Linked DNA regions of Gasterosteus aculeatus: region 2 is linked to region 1. The links are chromatin contacts, called in public Hi-C maps. All regions are on one chromosome and are shown on one strand. Each heading gives the region's core, a stretch centred on a gene start, on an enhancer-like site or on the middle of the called end of the contact. The rest is flanking DNA. Distances are from core to core; before and after follow the strand shown.

Region 1 (5,080 bases), core at 1,073-3,572:
TTCAGTACAAAATGTACATGTGTCGACTTTAGTTGAAATAATTGATGTATTTTGCAGGGTGCACATTTACCACTAAATGTAAGGTGTGAAAACAAAGTAATGAAGCACATAAACATCTGTTATCTCACCACAGACCGCTGGACTAATAAGTAACATTTAGTTTCCACATGAAGACATTTGTTGGTGCGTTCCTTAACTAGAGTATGAGTCGGAGCCAGAGGCTTCGGAGTTTGACCTGGGAACAAAGATCAGGACTCCCAAAGACATCATGCTGGAGGAGCTTTCCCTGATGAAGAACAAAGGCTCCAAGATGTTCAGGATGAGGCAGAAGAGAGTGGAGAGGTTCATCTACGAGAACAACCCCGACATCTTCAGCAGTGAGACTATGGTGAGAGCGCAGTTCATTCAGATATTCCCAAAGGAACTCCATCCTATCACAGTCCTTAATCTGTTTTAATATATATATATATATATATTTTTTTTTTATTCACATTATAACGTCCTAAAGCAGCTGTACATTTACTTTGAAGTGTGAAACATGAGTAGAAATAAACTGTCAACATCTGTCATATCTTTCATGCAACTGTATGCCAAAATAATCCCAAATATACAGAACCAGTCAAAATATGCAAACGTGAAACAAAATGCTTGGGTGACACTTGGGAAATGTGTCAAGATGGACAAGCACATGTAATTTGGAGATTTTTTTTAAGTAAACTCATTTTAAATTCTAATTTGATTATATTGATGATGTTTCTTTCAGGACAACCTCCAGAAGTTTGTCCCCTCTCTGGGAGCTCAGATGGGGGGTGACATGATAAATGTTGGTGGCCATTTCATTAGCAAACAGGTTGGACTGCAGCATTTCGGAGGGCCGGGGGCCGGAAGAGGGCCCCCCGTGCCTCCTCCGAAGCCTGGAAGCAAAGGTGCAGGAGCAGGAGGTGCAGGGGATGCAGGAGGTGCAGGGGGACTGGGTGGGGGCGACCTTGGGAAAGGCGAACAGGGAGAAGGAGCTAGTGAGTGGACCCCACTGAAAGGTTGGTAGCGTCTCTTTCTCCTGTTGTCAGAAGATCCTATTTTCCTTTCCATTCATTTTAAAGCACTGCTGAGGTTTAATTCTCCAGCCGTGAATGCTCTCTGCATAGGAGGTGGAAGTGACGATGCCTCTGGGAAGCTGCTTCTTATGAAGACATACAAGTCGCCCTGGGAGAAGGCCATGAAGGGCGATGAAACCCTCATCGCCACCATGAAAGGAGGAATGCCAGATTTCAACAAAAACGATGCGCTAAAGTACAAATGTTTCAACAGGTACTTCCCTCGAGGCCCGGCGTCACACCAGAGGTGCTTCGTAACACACGCTGGCTTCAGTAATCCTCTCCCCCTGTCTTGCTAGGTCTGCCATGCCCTATGGTGGCTTCGACAAGGCCAACCAGTTCATGAAATTCCAGGTGCCAAAGAGTGAGGCCAAAGAGGAGCCTGAACCAGCGGTGGTGTACCAACCGGACATCGGCTGCCGGCCTTCCTTTAACCGCACTCCCATCGGCTGGGTGTGCAGCGGCGAGCCCGGCACCATCAACATGGAAACAGAAGCTGTGGCTTATGATGGAGAGACTGACGAGCTGTGAAGAAAATAGCCAGAATTTCATCACACACACTGTGCACACGCATGCATACATTAACGTGTGCATACACACAGATGCGGTAGATGAGCTTAGAGTTAACTGTTGGGCTGGTGAATTTGAATTTCTGGATAACTGAAAGCGTGGAGGAGAGGTGGACATGTTCTTGTGTTGCTCTGTTTGCGGTTGTTGTGCTGGGAAACAAGCAGTAGATGCCGATGATGGGATGAAAACTTCAAACGTTTGGTTCAAGAGTTAAGTCCAAACACGGAAGTCACAGATTTGGTCAATGAGGAAAGAATGAATCAAGTATGATGGATAGATTTATGCAATGTTATAGCTTTGACAATGTCTTGATGTCAAACCGTTTCCTAGTGCATTTTTGCTGTTAATATTCTGTTTTTACAACACAAACCTGTCTGATTCATTATGCATGCAAAGCATCAGCTACTAATCCATTAACTTACTGTGAAAACACAGTTTCTAAACTATAGGCCGTTTCAAACTGTAACAGTCATCTTGTTAAGTGATTAAACTGTCAAGGGAAATCACTTTGGGTGTGTGAATATCCTTACCATTTTCATTCCCGTTGTTCAAATTAATGAATGTTTTATGAGGTTTGAACATGTCGGAAGTGTCGAGCTATTAGCCAGCTCTTTTATTATATCGGGGTATGAAGTTATATTACATATATTTTCCTTTAAAGAAATTATGCATACATTTTTTAATCTACTAAACTATTATGATTTGTCATATCAACCATATGGAAATACTCCATTACAAGTAGCAGCCATACATTCATATTTTTCAGCAAATTTCCTAGTAGAATGTTGTGTGTGTGTGTGTATGTATATATATATATATATATATATATATATATATATATATATATATATATATATATGGTATTCCCTGCCTGACATGAAGAGACGCTCCCGCGCCGCTGGGGGCAGTGACGCTCCAGAAAGTTGTCGGCCAGTTCTCACCAAAGAAATAAGAAAGAAGAAGAAGAATTCAATACCTTTTAATGTTGGACGCTTTACTAACGACATGAACGTTAGTAAGCGTCCCAAGCGCTGTCGTTCAGTGCAGTCTACAAGTTACCGCATCGCCGAGGACACCCACACTGCGTTATTCGGTAAAACTGCGACTCTTTCGAACGATTAACTAACGTTAGCTTAGCAAACGTTAGCTAACTGCCATTTGATCAGGATGGCTGCGAAAGTTTTCAGATGAACCAACAACGTGTGAATTAATAAACAAATAATAAAATCAACTCGAACACACCGTTTTGGCGCTAGTGTTTTTGTCTTAATATCAAATGATGAAACAAATTGTAAGAAGCTTAACGATAATAGCTGACGTAGCTAGTTTGGTCACCGCGTACGGTAGCCATCGATCGACGCTTAACGTTACTTTTGCAGCGCCCGTCGGAACTTCCGGAACTCCGGGCTCAGTGTTGCCTAGCAACAGCAGTGAAGGCTCCTCGCCAACCTCACTGTGACGTCGTTCCAGTCGTACGGTAAACGCAGGCAGACATTAGCTGACGTTACCTTACGTCAACAGCAAATGGTGCTAACAGCAACAACTGCAATATACGATACATTCATATTTAGTTTAATTTATTAAACGAGTTCTTGTGGTTATTTTCCTATAATTACATTTTAGGAAAGCAGACAAAAGTATTTTCTGTGTCACTCCATCGGTTATATTTGGATTAAATCTGATTTAATCTGAAGATCAGTTCTGTAACAAATTGCCACTCACAGGGCTGCTTTTGTTTTTTGCTTCTTTTCAGGTGTCCTATAGCACAGGGACTTTGCCAGATGGCATCCACCAAATCAAAGGGCCAGTTGGCCCCCCTGCCATGGGCAGAGATGCTCGCATATTGGGTGCTGTCCTTTGGCGCGCACCTGTACTCTTTCTACCAACTACACATATTCTCCAAAGGTAAAGATTGATATCTAGTTCCGTCGTTAAGTGTATCGAGAAGAAAGGGTCAAGAAAAAATGAAGCTGTTGTTTCCCGTTTCTTACCTCAGGGCATGAAGCAGGCTTAGAGAGAGAATTCCAGTTGGAAAAAGGCCTTGTAAAGGGTTTTAAAAGGGTAAGTTCAATGTTGATACTACTGATTAAAACCAATCTGGTCCAAATTGAAGCTTTATTAGAGACTTGAACAAGCTTTACAGTTTTCAAATGTTTTGAAAAATAAAAATGAGGCTCTTCATCCCATTTTGACCATTCAAAGAGCCCTTTCAACAGGCTTCAGGTGCGATTTTTAAGGCCCCATGGTTGAAGTTAGTTGTCTTTTTTCAGGATCCATCAGACTTTGAGTGGACTTTCTGGACAGAATGGGCTAAGAAGTCTTTGCTGTGGACCCTTGCTGGTCATGGCGTGATTTCTAGATTGACCAGCATCTTTTACCCAAAGGTAGGAAGCCGCTGCTACAGTACGGTTGAGTGAAACATTGCTACCAGGTGGGAGGAGTTTTGATCCAAGTTGTGTTTTTGGTACCTGTCACAGTTGAGGGTGCCAGCACTCACGATTTATGGCTTCTTGGCTGCCAGCAGTGTGCTGGGGATCAGAGGTGTGAGCGTGCTGCTGGTACATCTGGGCTTGTCCTTCTCAGTGGCCCTACTGCAAAAGTCAGCGCTGTCATGGGCCACCAACCTGCTGCTGCTCTCCACACTTCACATCCGGCCGCTTCAAGAGATCCAGGTGGGTCAGATCACCCGCGTTATACTGGTTCCTGTTTTAGTTTGGGGGCTTTTACCTTGCATTAAAAGCACAGAACTAAAATATGTTTTATAGGAAGTAAAATACATTATCAGCAGGCAAAATGTTATAGATTCAGGGGGGAAAAGTGACTGCATCGCCACTATATATCTATTTGCATAAAATATCTATGTATGAATTTAACATTTTTTGACCATATTGCGTTATTTTTTCACTTACTATTTGATTATCACTTAAAGCTATATTTGTAAAGAACACAAGGGGGCACACAATACCAACAACCACTCAGCTGCATTATTTTATGTCGCTACCACAGATAGAAGTTGGGTTCATTTTATTGAGGCATTTACATACCAAGCATGTTATTTCCAGTATCTCCTGAGTTCTACAGAATTTAATGCGGTGAAAATGAGAGAATTACAAAAAGAGTGAGATGTTTCAATAAACTGTATTTTCTTTAAAGCGAAATGATTAAGTGTGTAAGTAAGCTTCAGCTACAATTGTTGGAAATCTGACTTTGATAAGTAGAATAGAAATAGATTGCACATGTAATGAATTGACACATTTTTATGACTGATTGTCAAAATAAGCTGTTAATGCTCTATATTAAATATAAAGAAAGAGTGATTAAAAAAAAAAAGAACCTACACTGTAGCAATGTTTGATTGTAACTATTATTATAAAAGGTTTTCCCCAGGAATGTGTTAAAAGCAATTGACCCTCTCT
Region 2 (4,501 bases), core at 1,205-3,704, 140 kb after region 1:
GCCCCATTTCAAGTTCCCGTCCAATCAAAGCGTGACACATGAAAGTAGGCACCTGCAATATTTACGACTAATGAATTTTAAAACACATTAAGCCGCAACATTTAATTTCCCCCCCCCACCTCAGGGTTGCAGGGCGTCACACCGAGACAACACTTTTCCTGTATCTAATGAGGGGAGCGTGTTGCCGGGAGCTAAATGTGATTCACGTTATTACTTCGAGAAACCCTGCTGGGGCTGTAAACACACGCAGGATGAAACAACCAATTAATGAAAGATGCAAACGCCGAAAACAAAGAAGAATTATATTCTGAGTAATTTCATATTGGAGATGAAACGCCAGGAGGGAGAAGAATAAAAACAATGCAGCAGTCTGCTGCAGTCAACGTCTAAACAACTTTGATAGTGCAGCTATTATGCAATGTTTGTCCTGAGGGTGGCAATAGAGGCAAGGTCATGGGGTCATTTAAAAGGATGGAAAATGTACAAAAGTTATGAAACGATCCAAATACCAGCTCCTCACATGTTATACATATCCAGCTGCTATAGCGTCTTCTTTGTAAATGTTGAGAATGCACTCAGACCTCAGTTCAAAAATGACTAACTCCTTCTTACTTGAAACACAGAAGTATTATCAGCCTCATGTAAATTGAAGTCGGCTGCTTTTCTTATCGGTGTGTGCACCACATCGTGTCCCTAAAAAAAGATACACACTCAAAGTCTCAGTTACACGGGTGTGGAAGCAGCCCGTCGGGTTCTGTATCACTGTAATCATATGTGGGAGAAGAAAATACACACACACACACACACACACACACACACACACACTAACACAAATAATGACACACACTTATTTCCGTCTCGTCTCCCATGGCGACCAGCCTGCTCTCTGTCGCCACGGCGATAGATCTCCAGCTTAGGCCCACGGCCGACAGACTGCAATAGGCGAGAGGCCATTGAGATGAGAGAGTACGTAATACAACGTTGATGTACCCGTACTTTACTTGAGTGTTACAGAACTCTGTACTTCTACTTCTATCAGGCACCTGTACATACAACTGTGTAAAAAGTTAACCAACAAATCCATTGTTTCTTTATAAAAAGCTCCTGTGCAGTCACCTGCAACATCAAAATGCAGATCATATGTTACTGCAATGACAAAAATAATCTAAATCTAAATTCATGATGTAATGTAACGGGGAAAGCACCCGTTTTGGTTGCATCTTTTTTTGTTTACTTTAAGTTAATTATCTTGATAACGTTACACCCCCTTAGATTAAAAAGGAACTACTGCTTATGGGCCTAATCATTTCTTGATTTACCAACTCATTCTAAGAATAAGTATAAAATATAATAAGACTTTTCACAACTAATCTCTTTTTAAAGAGATAGGGGGGGTGGGGGGGCAGCCGCACACACACACACACACAAACACTCGGCGTGGGAACTGAGTGTCAGCATGTAAGGTTTTATTCATTTGCTAATTTTACACAACAATGCAACAATAGCCGCTCTCATTAGGAATGCAGACTGAGAGAGAGAGAAAGACTTTGAGTTGTATGACTTACTTTTATTCTATAAACCGCTGAAATTCACAACTTTACATCAATTTGTCTCCTCTTAACTGTCCTCCAGGATGTCATTATTGAAAAGAAGAATGCTCTAAATTTGTGCAAAATTCCCATTTTGCAACTGAATTGTCTGTTTCATTAAAGCTTGGCTGGACCCCCCCCCCACCTTCAGTCTGTGAGCAGGTTTAATGTTTTTATGATAGAGCTGTGACATAACGATGACATCATCTGAGTAGTTAGAGAGTGTGGTGATGTCAAATAAATCCAAACATGCATGCCCACACAATAATAGTTGTATTATTAACTATTATAAAATGTGGCTTGTTTTAGTTACTTAACTTTAGTTTAACCCTTGATTTTAATTCCTGGTCACCTTTCTAAATGTATAAATATATAAAATATATAATAATTCAGAAACTTTTACAATATAAATATTTTTCGTGCAGAGAATCAGTGAAGAGAAACAACAGAAAACAGAAGAATCCTGCAGAAACACGAGGCCCACGCACACGTACGAACACGCGCAACACTCACACACGCACGCACGCGTACATAGAAGCTTCTCCTCCTGCAGCTTTAAACACGAGTAGCATCTGTTTCACAGCAGCAGAAAGACCGATGCATGTGCTGTGCACGCGTAGCGTCAATGTGCACGCGGATAGTAACGCGCGCACACGCGCGTATAAAGACACTGCGCAGCAGGTGCCGGTTAAAGAGCGAACAGTCCGATGAACATTAAACCTGCGTCACTGCCCCCCCAGTAGCCAGCTGCTTACCTTCAGACTCTGAGGGACGGATGAGTGAAGCCTGGAGGAGCCACCAAGGTGACGTCAGCAAACACCGACCACGTCCGGTCGTCCTTTCAAAATGAAAGCACTAGAATGACGACATTCCTGCAGTCCAAAGGGGTGCAGTGTCTCTATATATAGATAGATAGAGAGACTTAAGTAATTGATAAAGAACACAATTATGTTAAATATATATATATATATATATATTATAATACATATTTAAAATTAGTTAAATGCTAAATAAAAATACATTTCAAAAAGTTCAATAAAAAGTAGGTTATTGAGCTTTCTAGTCACATCAATCCCTAACTTTTGAGCACTGCTACTGTTTAACTAAGTAATATAAAAAGGAAAAATCAGATATTGGACAATTAGACATTAATTGTATTTGGTTATGAATAAAGAGTACAAGCTGTGGACTTTGGCTTACTGTTAACACAGTGGCTCATGATTTATAAATGGTTCAATGATTTTTTAACAATTAGTAGAGCCATTAGTCACAGCTCATAAAGGTAGTGACTTATACATGGTGCTAAAGTGTCCCTCACAGCCTCAATGTGGGACATCAACTGGAGTAACACACATTATTAATAAAAGTGCCTGCTCTTAACTACAACGGCAATCAACTTGATCAAACGTCTATTTTGTCAAAATTAAATAATTTAAGTTAAATTTCTTAAAAGGAATTAGAATTGAGGAAAAAGTGAGGTTGAAACAATCAACAGCATATTTCTTTACTGAGCTTAAACATGGAAAACCACAAAGTCTGATCCTCCAACAAACAGCTTCACAAAGTCACAGACGTCTGTCAACAAACCAACAGTCAACGTCTTTGTCTTCAACCGGTGGTCTCTAAATGGATCAGAGACGTCCAAAATGTCCCCGTTGGGTTCACGAGCTTCAGTATTTCAATTCATTAGAAACTAAATGAACATCACAAGCTTCCTACTTGTTCCCTCTGAAGACTTTTTACGTTTCACTTGATCTACTCGCGTAGCAGCTTTCCCGATAACTGTGATATATTAAAAAAAATTGACAATTTAAAATGTTCCAACGCCTTTTAAATAATTCCATATATAGTAATGATAACTTGCCAATAAAGAGACATATTTGTGATGAATCTGAATTAATTATTTTGGCCACAACAGCGTGTAATGTGTAGAACAAATCCGCAGACGGCCCCGGTTCCATCATTTGCAATCCTTCTAAAAGAATCTTTGAAGCAGAACTCATATCTGGCTTATTTCCAGGTCCCAGTTTAACCGCTGCAGGCTGCTCGGGCTTTAGTCCTACTCGAAGCTCTCCAGGACGGGTTCGTGGCCCGTCTCCTTGAGGAAGCGCAGCAGGTCGTCCGGGCGCAGCCCCATGGTGGCGGCGTTGGTCATGGGGTGGAAGTAGACCCGCTCGTGGCCTCCCTCCACCAGGTCCCGGTCCAGGACGCACCTCACACTGTGGTCCTTGTCGAAGAGCAGAGCGAGAGCGGTCGCACAGCCCTGACCCACCTGGGGGGAGACCGACAGAGAAAGTAGAACTCAGACCGTACCGCTTCCGTCTGGTTTGACTCCAGAGCCACCAGATTCGCTGTTGACGTTTCCGTGAAGTGAGCGTTTTTTAAACCCGCCTCTCACCTTGAGTTTCTCCAACATGGCCGCCTCCTCTGCGAAGCGCAGGTTGCCGCTGCCGACACCCAGCTTCTTGGCGAGGTTGTTGAGGTTCACCTGCAAGGGGATTATGGGAGGATGCACTCAGGACAAAGCAGAGAAACACACGCACGCACGCACGCTCGCAGGTCAGGTCAGGTCAGGTCAGGTGTGTGTGTGTGTGTGTGTGTGTGTGTGTGTGTGAGAGGGGGAACGTAGAGGCGTGAGCTGACCTGGCGGTCGTGCCGAGCCGACACCAGCCACAGGCCCTTCTTCTTCTTGTCCTTCAGGAAGAGGTTCTTGGTTACGGCTCCGCTCACGTCCTGCAGGTGAGGCATCATCTCCTCGACGGTGAACACCTGCAGATCAAAAGGTTTAATATCTATATAATAAGTGATCATATCGCGCCCCCTGCAGGTCACTTTGAGTTATTGCAGCCGAAACGTGTTACAAAATCCCTAAACATGGATCTGAAAATGATTTCCTGTTTCTCAAAACGTTA

What was found. Hi-C and Micro-C count contacts between places; a contact is called where the count stands out from the background.
Region 2: a contact with region 1 is called in a Hi-C map of skeletal muscle, with 4 times the contacts expected there. The contact joins the promoter of usp54a here to the promoter of hhat in region 1. A contact is called at or near these places in 2 of 6 Hi-C or Micro-C datasets (both in skeletal muscle).

What each region holds. Positions count from the first base shown.
Region 1 is chr6:16,693,550-16,698,629 of fGasAcu3.hap1.1, forward strand. hhat (hedgehog acyltransferase) reads left to right here and starts at 2,323. Exons shown (of 12, transcript XM_040177922.2): 1 at 2,323-2,757; 2 at 3,418-3,569; 3 at 3,661-3,725; 4 at 3,935-4,048; 5 at 4,142-4,336. The coding sequence starts at 3,446. It overlaps myoz1a (myozenin 1a), which reads left to right. Exons shown (of 7, transcript XM_078104771.1): 4 at 201-388; 5 at 764-1,037; 6 at 1,146-1,308; 7 at 1,394-2,170. The coding sequence ends at 1,625.
Region 2 is chr6:16,829,515-16,834,015 of fGasAcu3.hap1.1, forward strand. usp54a (ubiquitin specific peptidase 54a) reads right to left here and starts at 2,455. Exons shown (of 23, transcript XM_040177948.2): 1 at 2,345-2,455. prorsd1 (prolyl-tRNA synthetase domain containing 1) reads right to left here. Exons shown (of 4, transcript XM_040177958.2): 2 at 4,233-4,358; 3 at 3,988-4,077; 4 at 3,080-3,861. The coding sequence ends at 3,649.